2 separate regions of the Lactuca sativa genome follow, and region 1 is linked to region 2. Evidence: chromatin contacts called from public Hi-C data. All regions are on one chromosome and are shown on one strand. The core of a region is the stretch at or near the end of the contact, and the rest is flanking DNA. Distances in the headings are between cores, read along the strand shown.

Region 1 (3,679 bases), core at 186-2,685, 250 kb before region 2:
AACAATTTCTAAAATTTTTGTATTGGAGCTAAAAAAAGTTGTAGAAATATAATAATTTTTTAAACTGAAAAGGATGTTCATGAAACACAAAAATTTCTACTAAAACGTGTGCTCCACTTTTGAGTGTGAAATAATCATGGTATGAAAAATAAAGAATAATAAAAAAGGGAATAACTGGAGTAACTGTTAATGAATGTTTCATGTAAATTCTAAATGGAAATTAATGTCGACTTCAGTTCTTTTTACTCAAAGGTTTAATATTCTCTTCGCCCAAAATTTTAAAATATTGAATCACAATAAAAGAATACAAAACTTAAGAATCACAAAACGTAAAATTCAATGCAGAATGAGATAAGAATATATTGTCGTAAAATTTGGGTCACTTGGATTTGATAGCATATAAAACCGATAATCCCTATTTTCTTTAATATTATAAATAAGTTTTTTTATCAAATACTTAATTTAAAAAATTTGCTATATGTTTTTATTAAAAGAACTAGCTAAGAAACTAAAAAGAAAAACCAATTAGAAATTGTCAAAAAAAATCTGTTATATGTACACAAATTTTTCGCAAAATGTTAGCATACATTTACGTGTATTCCTTTTAAACAAAATATTCTTTGTTATTTTTAACCTAAAGTAGCAATATGTTTTCGATAATATAAAAAGTCTTAAATTGAAACGAAAAAACAAAAAGAATAGAAAATTGTATTGCCGAAATGAAAAATAAACAAAAGTATGCTGATTATATCCATAATAATCTAATTTTTCTGAATAGAAAAGATTTAGACATACAGTTCATTTTGAATCACGATTATAACCTAAATTAGTTCTATTTTTTGTGTAATTGAATCACGATTATAATATCAAAAAAAACTAATAAACAAACATTCATCCATGAAGAACGTCGAAGAAAAAAAATCTCATTCGAAATTGACAATCTTGGAATAATCGAAAATGAGCGGGAGAATTTATCACTTACCTCGATAAACTCGAAGCAAAATCAACCGAATCGTTTCTGTGATTGTGATTTATGAACAAGAGGAAGAACAGAGAAAGGGGAAGAACTGAAAGATGTGTGTTTGACTCCTTGTAGGTGGAGTGTGTGTGTTTATATAGAGAAAAAGATGAAGGTATACGCCGATTGATGAACAGAGAAAAGGTGGTTGATGAAGAAGATAAGAAGCAAAAATGGAATCAAAACTAAAATAATTCTGATGAATGATATATGTATAATTTAAGGTATGTCTGTGGGTGACGTGTTGGTAGATATAAATATATATGTATGTATAAGTGGAAATGTGCAGAGAGAATTAATGGGAGAAATATGTGAAAAAGAAAAATGGAGGTGGAGAGAGATGGAATGTTACAAGCGAAGGGGACTTATTATCTCCCACCAACACCGCCCTCTCAGCAACCGCAACGCTCCCTCCCTCGCCCTTTCTCCATCGTGTTACTTGGCATGTCATTTTTGATTGTGCTTTTTTAGTTTACACTCTCCCATCAATATTTAATTTAATAATAATAATAATAATAATGTATTTTGAATTAATTTTATATTAAATATTGTAATTTTATTTACAATAATAAATTTTTCAATTTTAACAAATTTAAGAGGAAGTGTTGATTTATTTTGTTAAGGTTGAATCATTACATTTGTTAACCATAAAAAAATATTCATTAATTATGAAAATAGGAGTGTGAGACGTTGTTACTGTACAAGGCATATATAGTCGGCCGGTATCATTGCATATGACAATTAGTAGAAATGAAGACATCATAGTCACTAGAGTTATATCAGAATATAATTTCGTCGATCCATTCACAAAGCCATTGTTACAACCCAAGTATGATTGTCATACTAGGTTGAAAGACATTAGATTTATAAATCATTTTGCTTGAATGTGCCTAGTTTAGTTTGATCTTATTTGGGAACTTATAAATTGTAAATTTTTATGTGATTTGGTGACTATTAAGTCGATATCATAATATGTCTCGAAGAAAAGTCATTTCATTAATTTACTATTGTATTCTATTTGCATGTTTAACCAAATTCTAAAATATTAATTTATTTAAAGCCTCCATATACCATATTTAGTCATATTTCTAAAAGTGGGTAGCGGTTTAAGACTGCACGAGATATTAGTATATTCTTCATGGAGATGGATATAATATGGAGATGCGACTAATACTCATGTGTATTTAATGGAGACTAAGTATTAGAGTAACCCGTAGTTAGAGATTACTTCATGGGAACTGTTACGGGTAATTCTAAGATAGTAATATCATATATATTCTTCATATGGAGATGAATGGGATTCTTAGTCATGCAATTTGTTGTGCTTTGGTGCTCTTAATGTGTCCATAACTGACAGTCAAACAAGGAATGTCTGGTTTGTGACATGAAGAGTGAGTGATACCGTCCATGTATTCAAAGTTTATGTGTTCCTTTTACCATAACATGAGAAGTGACATCGTTAGGCCCCTCGATGATTTGGTACTGACTTCAAATGTATTGTTATACTCATACTAAATTAATAATAGATCAATCGTGTAGTATGTTGTGGGTCATCACAAACCTCTATCGAGAAACATAGTCTTAAATATTTGATTGACAAATTTTCATGTCTTATGTTTATATGGATATCATATAACAAAGAAATATTTATCACTTACTTAATACTATCCATACCTCTAGGTTATGAGTACATCTGTAGTCTTAGACGACGTACACCTTTCTACTCTAAGGAAGGTAGGAGTATATGGTTCTTGTAATAGTTGCAAGTGGTAGACAGTTGGAAATATGCACATGGTCACAACAAGTTAGTGATTTTTCATAATTAGCATAGTCTTTTTGGGTTACATGTAAGATATGATTTAAGCATTAGATAGAGGCGAATTATGGACTAGTTCGTTAAATTTTGATATAACGCATTAATTGGAAAATAGAAGAATTAAGGGTCTTAAGTGTAACTACCCCAATTTAAATTAGTAGTATTTATCCCTTAAATAAAGGGATTTATATATCAATTATAAGAGATAATACTTAGAATAAAAATCAACGCTAATGTTTGATCATATGATGAAATGGCTTCTCCCTCTTTTTTTCCATCTTAACTTCATGGTTCTTCACGACCTCTCGATTGTCCCTCTCATGGATAGGGTTTTGGAGTTTTCTTTGTTGTTGTCTAGTTTCTTAGTTATCGTTCTTAGGTGCGATCACTACCGAAGTTCTCATTTGGGCTCTAAATCGTCCAAGACAAGATAAATTCGGCTTTACTATTTCAACAAGAAGGTATGATTCAATCTATTTCTTTTTAGTTGATTATGTTATTAAAAAGTTGCTAGAACAAGATCTATAGTGGATCATGAAGATCAAGTAATAACTTTAATGATTTTGTTGTTTTGTGCTCTTATGATCATCATATCCTAACAATAGTGATCATGTTTGTAAAAAAAGTTGCAGGAATTGAAATTGTGACATTTTATAAACCATAAGGACCATTTATGTAAATTTGACTAGTTTTCATGATATAATTAAAGATAATAATTATAGTTATAGTGAATGATGAAATGGCTTTAAACATGAATGAGACTTAGGTTGTAACTGATTTATACAGTGAACATAAAGCCTATTGGTTATAAATGGGTTTACAAGTAGAAATCAACTAGGGAAATC
Region 2 (3,761 bases), core at 399-2,898:
TCTTTGTCCGATTCTTTTTCATTGTTTTGAGGTTCAACACCATCATTTGCATCATCATCTTCTTCACAAAGAATATTGAGAAACTTGTCTTCACATCAAGAAATTGGTTTCCTTTTAAAATACTCATCAAACTCCACATCAATATGTAGGTCTTCAAGAAGGATAAAACCCTAATTTATTGAGAACGGTGAAATGAGAAAATGAGAAAGTGAGTAAGGATGAAATAAGAGACGACTTTGAGTATGATTCCACAAAAGCCACTTGATGCCACATCACCAAGTGTTGCTTAGGGTCACCGGAAGAAATGGGCCCACATGTTCAATTTATCCTATATCCTGGTTTTTCTGTTAAAAAAAATTCTATAATATTGGAAGTTTATGAAGATTTCCCCAAAATTTACACTAAATTATCCAGATTTTACCCTTTCTTTCCGTATCAAGTCACAAAAATAATTACTCATATATATAACTCAGATCTGTGCCATAACGTAAACGAAACTACAAATTTAACTATCGTTATTTTGTTGGAGAAACTGGAGATCTTTCATTTGCAGCTGCACAGCTTCTTTAGACAACGGCTTCGGCTCCGGGAACCTGTCTTCTTCCCCTCCTTCCGCTACTTTTTTAGCCTTCGCCTTCACAATCCTATCGATCTCATTTTGTCCAACAGAAGGAAAAACTACTTTCAACATTATACGCAATTGCCTCTCATCTTCTTCATCAATCACATCTCTTCCAAAACAACACACGTATATCGCATCCAACGCCTTCTCAGCTCTCGCCTCCATTGGAATCGTCGGTGCAGGTACTTTTGACTTCAATCTTCTCTGTATTTCAACAGTTATATCACAATTTACGATTCATGAAACGTTTAATTTGATGTTCATAAGTTTTCGAAAATCATAAACGATTAAACGAACCTCTCTTGCTTCATTCATCATCGCGATGAAAGTTTCTTCTTCGAATTCAATGTCGTTCGAGATCCGAAGTCTCGTAACTCCTTCGAGAATTTCTTCAGATTTTAGCAATCCTGCTCCTAATGCAGCTAGCCAACAGCACATCAACACGTATAGAGGATCCCCTGCCTATTTCGCGATTAAATCAGAAACAAAATCGTAAGTTCGAGAAACCCTAGATTACGATGAATTTTGAATTATTTGTTCGCGATGGATTAGGAATGGAGTGATGGAGAAGTAGGTACCTTTCCTCTTCGATCCTGGAAATCGATGAAAGCTCTAGAATCATTCACGGAAGCATTCCTCCCGACTCTTCTCCGAAACTCGGCGAAATCAATGAAATCGCCGCCGACGCCACCGGTGTCAGTTAGAATTCTGGCGACGAGGCCGATTACAGGCAAGGCGCCGATGACTTTGTTGGCGAAGCCGGAGATGGTGTTGGAGTCTTCCATGTAAGACTTAATAACCACGACTCCATTGGATGATCTGGAAATGGTGGAGTTCGCTGTTTTGGGGAGGTGGCGGAAGTAACGAAGAGAGGTTGTTGAAGGGTTGCAGGTTAGGGTGTAGATATGTGTGAGACTGGTGTTGGTTGTGGTGGTGATGGAGGTGATAACCACCATGTCTGACGGTGGAGTGTGTCGGAGTTTGAATATTTCCTTTTGATATCTTGCCTCATCCGTTGGATATCAGTGGTTGGGCGGTTTTATCCTCTGCATTTGTCTTTTAAGTTTTCTACATTTAACCCCCTCTACTTTTCATTCAAACATTTTGCTCCCCCCACTTTCTTGTCTTTTGTATTTCATACCCTGTGACGCTCTAAACATCCTAAGTTTCTAGCTTTTTACACTTTTTGAGTTTGAAACTGGTACATTTGATTTTTGGGGTGAGTTTTAGATGTATGTAAAGTGATAATCTGAATCAAAATACTAACTAAAATAAGTTATCAATAGTTATTTAGTTTTATGGTATTCTAGTAAGTTTTCTTGCAACAATTAATATGTACACTTATATTTATTTTTGTATATATTTAGTCATTTATGTTTTTTTACACGTTTAATCACTTATTTTTCTATCTTTATACAATGATCAGTATTCATTATCATTATCTCTTCTTCCATCATCCATTTTCATTCTCTCCTCCATTCTTTTTTCTCTTTAGACTTCTTTCTTTTTGTATCCTTTCAGCGGAGATCTAACAGAAAGAACAAGTTGGAAACAAAAACTATACATACAAATGAACAAGCTTGAAACTACTCAACATATTCGAAAATTGTTCAAAACTTTCAAGCTTTGTAGTACTTTTTGTCAACAAAAACATATCAAACATGGTTTTGCTTTTCTCTGACAAAAAACATGTTCTTAATTTAACTAGTTTCAAAGATGATATTAATATTTGCATTTTCTTAAAATGGTCATGTTCGTAATTTGACTAGTTTCAAAGATGATAGTAATATTTGCATTTACTTAAAATGGTATTCCATTTTTCATAGCTACATTTTAAGAAAGTTGTCACAAAAAACACTTAAATCATCTCAACCATTATTACAACCAAATTTTATTCCAAAAACTTGTACAAGAATTCATTACATAACTTATGAAAACAACATAAATAAATATAAGTATTGTTACACCTTACAACAATTCCCTCATAATGAAATGTAATCCATTACACTCATACTTCCCAAACCAATCCTCATAAAATAAAGAAAAATGAATAAATTAGCCAACAATCTTGTAACTCGGATTAACAAGATTATCCAATCCTGCAACCACTTGAACTGATTCTATCACATCTCCCACTTTTAAATCGGCCAAAAAATCCTCATTTTCTGTCACATATCCAAACACTGCATATCTTCCATCCAATATATTCGCATTACTTGGTGTCAATTCACTCTCTTTCAATAGCCAAAACACTTGGCTTGACCCCGAGTTGTTTTCAAATTCCTGTAACAAAAAAAAAAAAAAAAACAAACCAAACTTATTATTTATTTATTTATTATTATTAGAATAATAATTGTAATGATAATAACTTACCTCTCTAGCCATTGCCATGGTTCCAAATGCATTGAAGGGTAGCTTTGTTTGAGCTTTGTAGAGACCAATGTCCTTCATGATATGCAGATGATATCAGTTAAACTCAGGTTGTGTTTGGCATGAAACAACTAGCTTATTTTTCAAGTTTTTTTAAGTTGTCATGTTTTGGCATGCCAAAAAGTGCTTATAAGCTAGCTTTTTAAAAAACTACTTAGACTAGCTTTTCAAGAGCTTTTTTATAATTTTCCAAATAAACCTCTTAATTAGTTATAGAAAACATATTCTTCTAAATGGCCTTTTATGTCATTTAGGCTATGTTTGGCGTACTAGCTGATAGCTAAAAAGCTAGTTGTTAAATCAAAAGCCGGTTAATAGGTGAAAAGCTAACTATTAAAAATAAAGTTCAGTAAAACTAGCTGAAAAGCTAACTGAAAAATATGAAATGACATAAAAGGACATTTAAAATACTGTATTTTTATAGTAAATCAAGGGGTATATTTGAAAATTTTTAAAAAAACTCCTAAAAAGCTAGTCTAAGTAGCTTTTTAAAAAGCTATCTTATAAACTATTTTTTAAGCTACTTTTTGGCTTGCCAAACACGACAACTTAAAAAAGCTAGAAAAGTAAGTTAGTTTTATCAGCTAGCTGTGATCTGCCAAACACAACCTAAATATCTTTCAGCTAGTTTTACCAAACATTAGATTTTATCGACTAGCTTTTCAGCTATCAGTTTTTTATATAACAGCTAGATTTTTAGCTAATAGCT

Evidence for each region. Hi-C and Micro-C count contacts between places; a contact is called where the count stands out from the background.
Region 1: a contact with region 2 is called in a Hi-C map of seed, with 7 times the contacts expected there. The contact joins the promoter of LOC111904287 here to the promoter of LOC111904291 in region 2. A contact is called at or near these places in 3 of 4 Hi-C or Micro-C datasets (leaf and seed).

What each region holds. Positions count from the first base shown.
Region 1 is chr3:197,849,456-197,853,134 of Lsat_Salinas_v11, reverse strand. It overlaps LOC111904287 (protein KINESIN LIGHT CHAIN-RELATED 2), which reads right to left and starts at 1,435. Exons shown (of 3, transcript XM_023900056.3): 1 at 983-1,435.
Region 2 is chr3:197,594,854-197,598,614 of Lsat_Salinas_v11, reverse strand. It overlaps LOC111904291 (photosystem I assembly factor PSA3, chloroplastic), which reads right to left and starts at 1,648. Exons shown (of 3, transcript XM_023900061.3): 1 at 1,201-1,648; 2 at 920-1,084; 3 at 439-826. The coding sequence starts at 1,578. The coding sequence ends at 506. LOC111904290 (peptidyl-prolyl cis-trans isomerase CYP38, chloroplastic) reads right to left here. Exons shown (of 7, transcript XM_023900060.2): 6 at 2,996-3,067; 7 at 2,486-2,905. The coding sequence ends at 2,678.